2 separate regions of the Rattus norvegicus genome follow, and region 1 is linked to region 2. A link is a contact called in public Hi-C data. All regions are on one chromosome and are shown on one strand. The core of a region is the stretch at or near the end of the contact, and the rest is flanking DNA. Distances in the headings are between cores, read along the strand shown.

Region 1 (3,644 bases), core at 976-3,475, 38 kb after region 2:
TTTCCATGACTCCCATCCCCACCTAGAGGGGAATGCAGGATTGGGGTGTGCCCTAAGTACCGTGGCCCAAAACAAGGGCAGGGGAGGGGTCTGTCTGAAATGAAGGCGGGAATGTCCTTGGTGGGCGGGGCCTGAGTGTGCTGAGCGGGGGCCTTCTGTGGTGGGTGGGGTGTATCTGTGCACCAAGACCTCCTGCGGTGGGCAGTGAAGGGGATGTATGTGGTGGGCAGCCTTGTCTGCGTTGAGAGGGGCGAGTCCGGTCTATGGGGCGGAGCCTGTCTGCAGTGGGCAGGGCCCGCGAACCTAAGCTGCCAGGTCAGCAGCCGCGAACTGCTCACCCCGCATCATCGTGGAGGTCCACTATGAACGTCGTGCACACCTTCTTCCTGAAGATCTTAGGGATCCAACTCTGAGAACCGGAACAAGAAGGGCAGGGCGGGCACCCGGGTAAGACCCACGGGATTCGAAGACAGCCCCGCGCGCCCCCGGGACACATTGGGAACTCCTCCCTCCGGCTCAGCCAGGAACCCACGCCGCTCGGTCTGGGAACTCCTGGTTCAGCCCCTGCTACATCTGACCAGGATCCGCAGAGGTGCCGCTGCCTATGGACCCCACTCCTCCCAGTCCCGCGCTGTGCGATACCTGCTCTTTCTCCTGCCCCACCATGCTGCCGTCGCAGCCCCTGGGGCTCCGTGTATTTCTCTCAGCCGCCGACCCGCCCGACCGAACCGGATCCGCAACTTCGCAGCCCAGCCCGGGGCGGGGAGTCCCGGGACACGTCACGGGAGGCGGGGAGAGGGCGGCTGCGAGCAGGGACAGACTCTGCTGCCAAACCACGGATCGGGTCGGCTTGGGGGACACGAAAGACCCAGACTTGGAAGGCAGAGAAACGAAGGAAGCAGAGTAGGGCACACGATAGATATCAGCCATGGGACAAACATAGATTCTGAGAGGCGGAGACTGAGAGAAAGACCCAAAAAGAGGCAGAGACAGAAACTAAGAGAGGGACCCAGCCCAGAGAAAGAAAAAAGAGGGCAGAGACCGAGAGAGAGAGAGAGAGAGAGAGAGAGAGAGAGAGAGAGAGAGAGAGAGAGAGAGAGAGAGAGAGAGAGAGAGAGAGGACAGAGAGAGAGACAGCTAGAAATGCAAAGTGATAGAGCGACAGAGTCCCAGAATCAGAGAGAAGAGACAGAAAAACAGAATCACACACGGAGACAGAGACACACACGCAGAGAGAGAAAGAGACAGAGACACTCGCACACACACAACATACACCGAGAGGCAGAGAGAGAGACACACAGAGAGAGAGACACACACAGAGAGAAAGAGACAGAGAGACAGAGACTCATACACACACACAATACACACAAAGAGAGAGGCAGACAGAAAGACAGGCACACACGAATCACCCACAACACACACACACACAGACACACACACAGAGAAAGGGGGAGAGAGAGAGAGAGAGACCAGTAGAGAGAGATTAGGGAAGACACAGTAGGAGAGAAGGGTAGAACCCTGAGGAGAAGAAGGGACCCTCAGAACAATGACTATAATGGGGGGAGGGGCTTGTCTCATAAAGGACAAAAACCCAAAGAGTGTGGATATACTGACAAGTGTGGGGTGGGTGACACTGGGCCTCCAAGAAGGCATTGACACCTGTCTCCAGCCAAGTCCCTCTGGTGGGGACAGCTGGGGCCTAGTAACCTGAGCCCCCAGCACCTCCCCCTGTTGTATTTATAGCCCTGGTCTGGTCCCCTGCCCCCAGATCTGAGTGCCAGGGAGAGGAGGTCATGGGGTGTTGGGGACAGGATTCTTTCACTGTCTTCCACAGTTTCTGCATGACACCACTGCCACACCGAATGTCTCATTCTGCCCGCTTTCTTCCCAGTGTTTACCGTGCAGCAGGCTCTGCTTCTGCACACCCCTCCTTTCCCAGCACCCCAGACTTTTCCAGCAAGACACTCTAAAAGTCTAGCCTTTGTGCCAAAGATGCCAAACTTGAGCTTGCCATGTCCCTGCCCCCCTCCTGGACATGAAGACCCCTCCACCACCCAGTCCTGAGCCAGAGGAACAGGAGGGGAGGGGCAGGCAGGGAGTGACCAGAATAACTTAGACTCTGGATAAATTTAGCCACAAGAAGGGGAGGGGACAGACCCCATTGGCCCAGCAGTGGGGAAGGGAGGTCCTGGAACCAGGGTCACAGCTCCAAAGGGGACATCCTCAGAGGGTCATCCAAGACCTAAGGAAGATAGAGAAGCAGAGTGGAAGCCGTACCACAAAAAAGAGACAATCTGAAAGTCAAAGCCAAAAAAGGCACAAGGACCCATCAGAGGCAGCTGAAGCCAGCCTGGTTAGACGCTCAGCTGCTAAACGAACGTCCCCATGGGCTTCCAGGAGCCATGGTTGTACAGTTGTCTCCTTTGGGCCACAGTGGCCATCCTGCTGGTCCCTCCAGTGGTGACCCAGGAGCTGAGAGGGACTGGGCTGGGCCTCGGCAACTGGAACAACAACGCAGGTATCCCTGGGTCCTCAGAGGACCTATCAACTGAGTATGGTCACCACATCCACAGCCACGGGGCCTATCAAGGTGAGAAGGACAGACACCACAGAGAAGAAGATGAAGACTTCTCCAGGGAATATGGCCACCAAGTCCAAGACCACAGGTACCCTGGCCATGAAGTTGGGGAGGAGAATGTCTCAGAAGAGGTCTTCAGAGGGCATGTTAGACAGCTCCATGGGCACCACAAACCTAACAGTGAAGATTTAGGGGACTCAGCAGAGAGCCACTTCCCCAGACAGCAGAGCCACAACCGTGAAGAAGAGGACGGCGTTGTCTCCGGTGAGGATCACCGTCACATCCCCAGGCATGACCACCATGGCAACGAAGAGGAGGATGATGATGGAGAGGAGGAGGAGAGGGTGGGAGTGATGGAGAACTCTGATGATAAGCACCAGGCCCACGGCCACCACAGCCACTCAAAAGAAAGAGATGGACTCCATCATGCCCACAGCCACAGGCACCAAGGGCACCATGATGAAGATGATGATGATGAAGATGGTGTCTCCACTGAGGGTGAACACCAAGCTCACAGATATCAAGACCATGATGAGGAAGACGATGATGACTCAGATGAAGAGAGTCATGCCCACAGACTTCAAGGCCAAGAAGATGAAAATGATGATGAAGATGGTGACTCCAGTGAAAATGGACACCAGACCCAGGACCACCAAGGCCATAAAGAACAAGATGATGATGACGATGAAGAAGAAGAAGAAGAAGAAGAAGAAGAAGAAGAAGAAGAAGAAGAAGAAGAAGAAGAAGAAGAAGACGATGACGACGACTCCACTGAGCACAGGCACAGGCACCAGACCCAAGGCCACAGGAAGGGAAAAGATGAGGATGAGTCAGATGAAGATGATCATGTCACCCGGCATGGCCGCCGAGGCCATGAAGATGAAGATGATGACGATGACGATGACGATGACGATGATGACGACAATGATGGTGGCTCTACTGAGAATGTGCACCAAGCCCACAGACACAGAGGCCATGAGCACGAAGACGATGGGGATGACTCAGAAGAAGACTACCATCATGTCCCCAGCCATGGTCACCAAAGCCATCAAAATGAGGAAGAGGA
Region 2 (3,452 bases), core at 313-2,812:
TAGTCAACAAAAAATTCCACCACAGAAGGTACAGATCAGAAGAGATCAGTGGCGACTCTTAACGATTTTCAAAAATTAATGGGAGCTATTAATTGGCTATGGCCCACCATTGGATTAACTACTCAAGAGTTAAACTTTTTTTTCAATTGTTACAAGGAAATTTGTACTTAAACAGTCCAACAAGATGGTTATCAATTGAAGGAGAGAGAGAGAGAGAGAGAGAGAGAGAGAGAGAGAGAGAAAGAGAGAGAGAGAGAGCGCTAACTGTGGTAGAACAGAAACTGTGTTTGGTTAATTTGCCTTCAACTCCTCACTTCCCTACTGGGCTCATTATGCAAAGAGAAGATAGTATTTTTAGAATGAGCCTCCATAGCACATAAACTAAAAAATTAAATATTTACATAGAAATGGTTTTTTATTTAATTTTAAAAGGAAGAATAAGAGTATGCCATTTACTAGGAACAGACCCAGCAGAAATCATAGGACCTCATACTAATGCTGAGACTATGTCATTATAGATGAGCAAAGATGACTGGCAAAGAACTCATAGCAACTATTTGGGATAAATTAATGAAAAATATCCTAAAATTAACCATCTGCAGTCTATGAAATGAACTAATTGGATTCTCTCACATACATCAGAAAAATAATCAAAGTACTTCAAAGCCCATATACTTCAGCTCAAAAATCAGAGTTGTATGCAATTCTTATGGTATTATTAGATTTTACCGAACCTCTTAATACAATTTCTGACTTTCAATATGCAGAAAGAGTTGTTTTGCATATAGAGACTGCTGATTGTAGTCCCTAAGTGGCATGCTGCAAAAGTCATCAAAATGGAGGCTCCTGCCAAAATGTCCCTATCTCTGGAACACTGTCCCACCTCAGCATTGTGTAGTTCGAGGACACCCTCCCATCCAAGCTGAAACCCGGGACACGGAGAAGGATGTGTTAGCATCAGAATGGAAGTCAGTGAATGTTCTGCCTTGCAGATGCAGATTTGTTTATATTTCCATAGGCGACGGAAAGTTGTAGATGCCATCAAAACTAATGACGCTCAGAGTTGAGCAGGGGAGATCTTCTGAAAACCTTGGCCACTGACTCAGAAGGAGACAAGAGAGCCTCACCAGTCACTGCCTTCCCTGTCAGGCAGAAAAGTGTGGGCAAGAAACAGTCCAGGAGCCTAAAAGGTTCAGGAAGCAACACTCAAGTACCTGGAAGGGAAGCATCGCTGTTAGGTTCTTACCTCAGTTGTGGATGTGTGTCTGAAAGACCAACAGAAAGATCGCATCCGATGCGAGAGAACCCTGGAAAAGACATGGAGAAGCAAAAATCACAACAGTAGTGTGGCTACAGGGAGCACCCAGGGCAGCTTCAAAACTGCATAATTGGTTGCTAAAACAAATGGGGGTGGAATGTAGGGTGATTTATTTTGTGTGCCTGGCCCTTTAAAGGATCCCTGGTTGCTAGTCAACTGGCCTTTCTGAAAGCTTAGCTGGTCTAACTGCTTGACCCTGTGACCTTCAGTGTTGGCTGCCTCTTGGACTACTGGGAAAGCAGAAGCTATAAACAAGCCAGCTGAGGCTGAGAGGAGGGGGTAGGGTTCAGCTCTCAGCTGGTGTCAGGGTGTTAGAGAAGATGGTTGGTGCTGGAAGGAAGAAGATTGAGTAGGGCAAAGAAGAGATTGAGCAGAGAGAAACACGGAGACAGCAATCCTCACTCAGGAGAAGCTGAGCTGAGCCAGAGAAGATATGGTTCGGAGACAGAAGAACGGTTCAGAGAACCTACTAGGCAGCGGGCGATGGGGGTGGGGGAGACAGAAAGCTACACTGTTGTAGCGGCGGACACCTTTAATCTCACCACTTGGAGGAGAGGCAGGCAGATCGCTATGAGTTTGAGCACAACTTGCTCTACATAGTGAGTTCCCGAATAGCCAGGCCTACAGAGTGAGACCCTGTTCCAAAACAAAACAACGCAACAAATGGGCAAAAGAATGGAAAGACAGCTCAGTGGCAAACATGATGAAGTAGCAGTTCCAGCACTCCGTGTATAAACTGACAACATGACAGAGTGTGGTATGTTTAAGGGGAAGGTTTTTATTGTAGATACGAGAGAACAGCCAGAGGCATCTGGAAGAGTGACGGAGGGAGGGGGAGCATGGGCTGGGGTAGCTGGGGGGGGCGAGGGGGACGTGGAGGGGGGTCGAAGTGTCAGAAACACAGGCCAGGCCTAGTGTCACGCTCTCTTCCTGCTGCCTGTAGGCCCAGATGTAAACCTCTTGGCTACCTCTCCAGCACCCTGCCTACCTGCAGCCGCCAAGCTTCCAACCCTATAATAATGGATGAACCTCTGAAACCATAAGCCAGCCACAGTTAAATGTTTTCCTTTGTAAGACTTTCCTTGATCATAGTGTTTCTTCGCAGCAATAGAATCCCTAAGAGACAGGGGATAGAGAATAGAGAAAAGAAAGAAAGAAAGAAAAGGAAAGAAAGAAAGGAAGAAAGAAAGAAAGAAAGAAAGAAAGAAAGAAAGAAAGAAAGAAAGAAAGTGGCCTAGCAGAGAGAGAGGGTGTGGTGGTTTGAGTGAAAATGGCCCCATTGACCCATAGGGACTGGCACTATTAGGAGGTGTGGCCTTATTGGAGGGGGTGTGGTCTTTTGGAGGGGTGTGGCCTTATTGGAGGGGGTGTGGTCTTGTTGGAGGGGTGTGGCCTTATTGGAGGAGGAGGAGTGGCCTTGTTGGAGGAGGTGTGGTCTTGTTAGAGGGGGTGTGGCCTTATTGGAGGAGGTGTGGTCTTGTTGGAGGGGTGTGGCCTTATTGGAGGAGGTGTGGTCTTGTTGGAGGAGGTGTGGTCTTGTTGGAGGAGGTATGGTCTTGTTGGAGGGGGTGTAGCTTTGTTGAGGGAGTGTGACTTTGAGGTCTCAGAAGCTCAAGCCAGTTCCCTCCCTACCTATCGAGATGGAGAACTCTCAGCTCCTTCTCTAGCACCATGTCTGCCTGCACACTGCCACCCTTCCTGTATGACAATAATAATTAAGTCTCATAAAGTGTAAGGTAGCCCCAGTTAAATGTTTTCCTTATAGGAATTGCTGTAGTCATGGTGTCTCCTCATAGACATAGCAACCCTAAGTAAGACAGAGTATAGCCCCAAAATAGCAGGGTTATAAGGAGGATGACAAACTTGGGCAAAGGAAGCCTGTGAGTTTGAGGGAGTCTAGGGTAGGGAGGAGGTGAGAAGAATTAACCTGGACTCTGAAATGTGTAACAGGCACTGTGATACTGAGGGGGCTGCAGCCAGCATGTGTATGGTAATAGGCACCACAGACAGCCATTTGTCCCTTCTGAAAGAGGTAAGGGAAATGACACTTTTTGTTAGAGGGACCTGGCTCCACAGGTTCCTGAAGAACTTTGCTCCTCCACCTGAAATCCTCCCGTGGTCCAAGGTTGAGCCC

Evidence for each region. A called contact is a pair of places that touch in the nucleus more often than the background predicts.
Region 1: a Hi-C map of psoas muscle shows a contact between it and region 2, with 2.1 times the contacts expected there. The contact joins the promoter of Hrc here to the enhancer-like site in region 2. A contact is called at or near these places in 9 of 12 Hi-C or Micro-C datasets (the A7r5 cell line, the Rat2 cell line, Schwann cells and 6 more).

What each region holds. Positions count from the first base shown.
Region 1 is chr1:104,947,525-104,951,168 of GRCr8, forward strand. Hrc (histidine rich calcium binding protein) reads left to right here and starts at 2,226. Exons shown (of 6, transcript NM_181369.3): 1 at 2,226-3,644. The coding sequence starts at 2,386. It overlaps Trpm4 (transient receptor potential cation channel, subfamily M, member 4), which reads right to left and starts at 712. Exons shown (of 25, transcript NM_001136229.1): 1 at 643-712; 2 at 339-409. The coding sequence starts at 666.
Region 2 is chr1:104,910,184-104,913,635 of GRCr8, forward strand. No RefSeq gene overlaps it. Among named protein-coding and RNA genes, the nearest start is that of Slc6a21, 19 kb to the left of the region's middle. Within about 2 kb of position 1,563, at least 2 of the 93 cell types and tissues checked have an H3K27ac peak or open chromatin away from gene starts, as enhancers often do.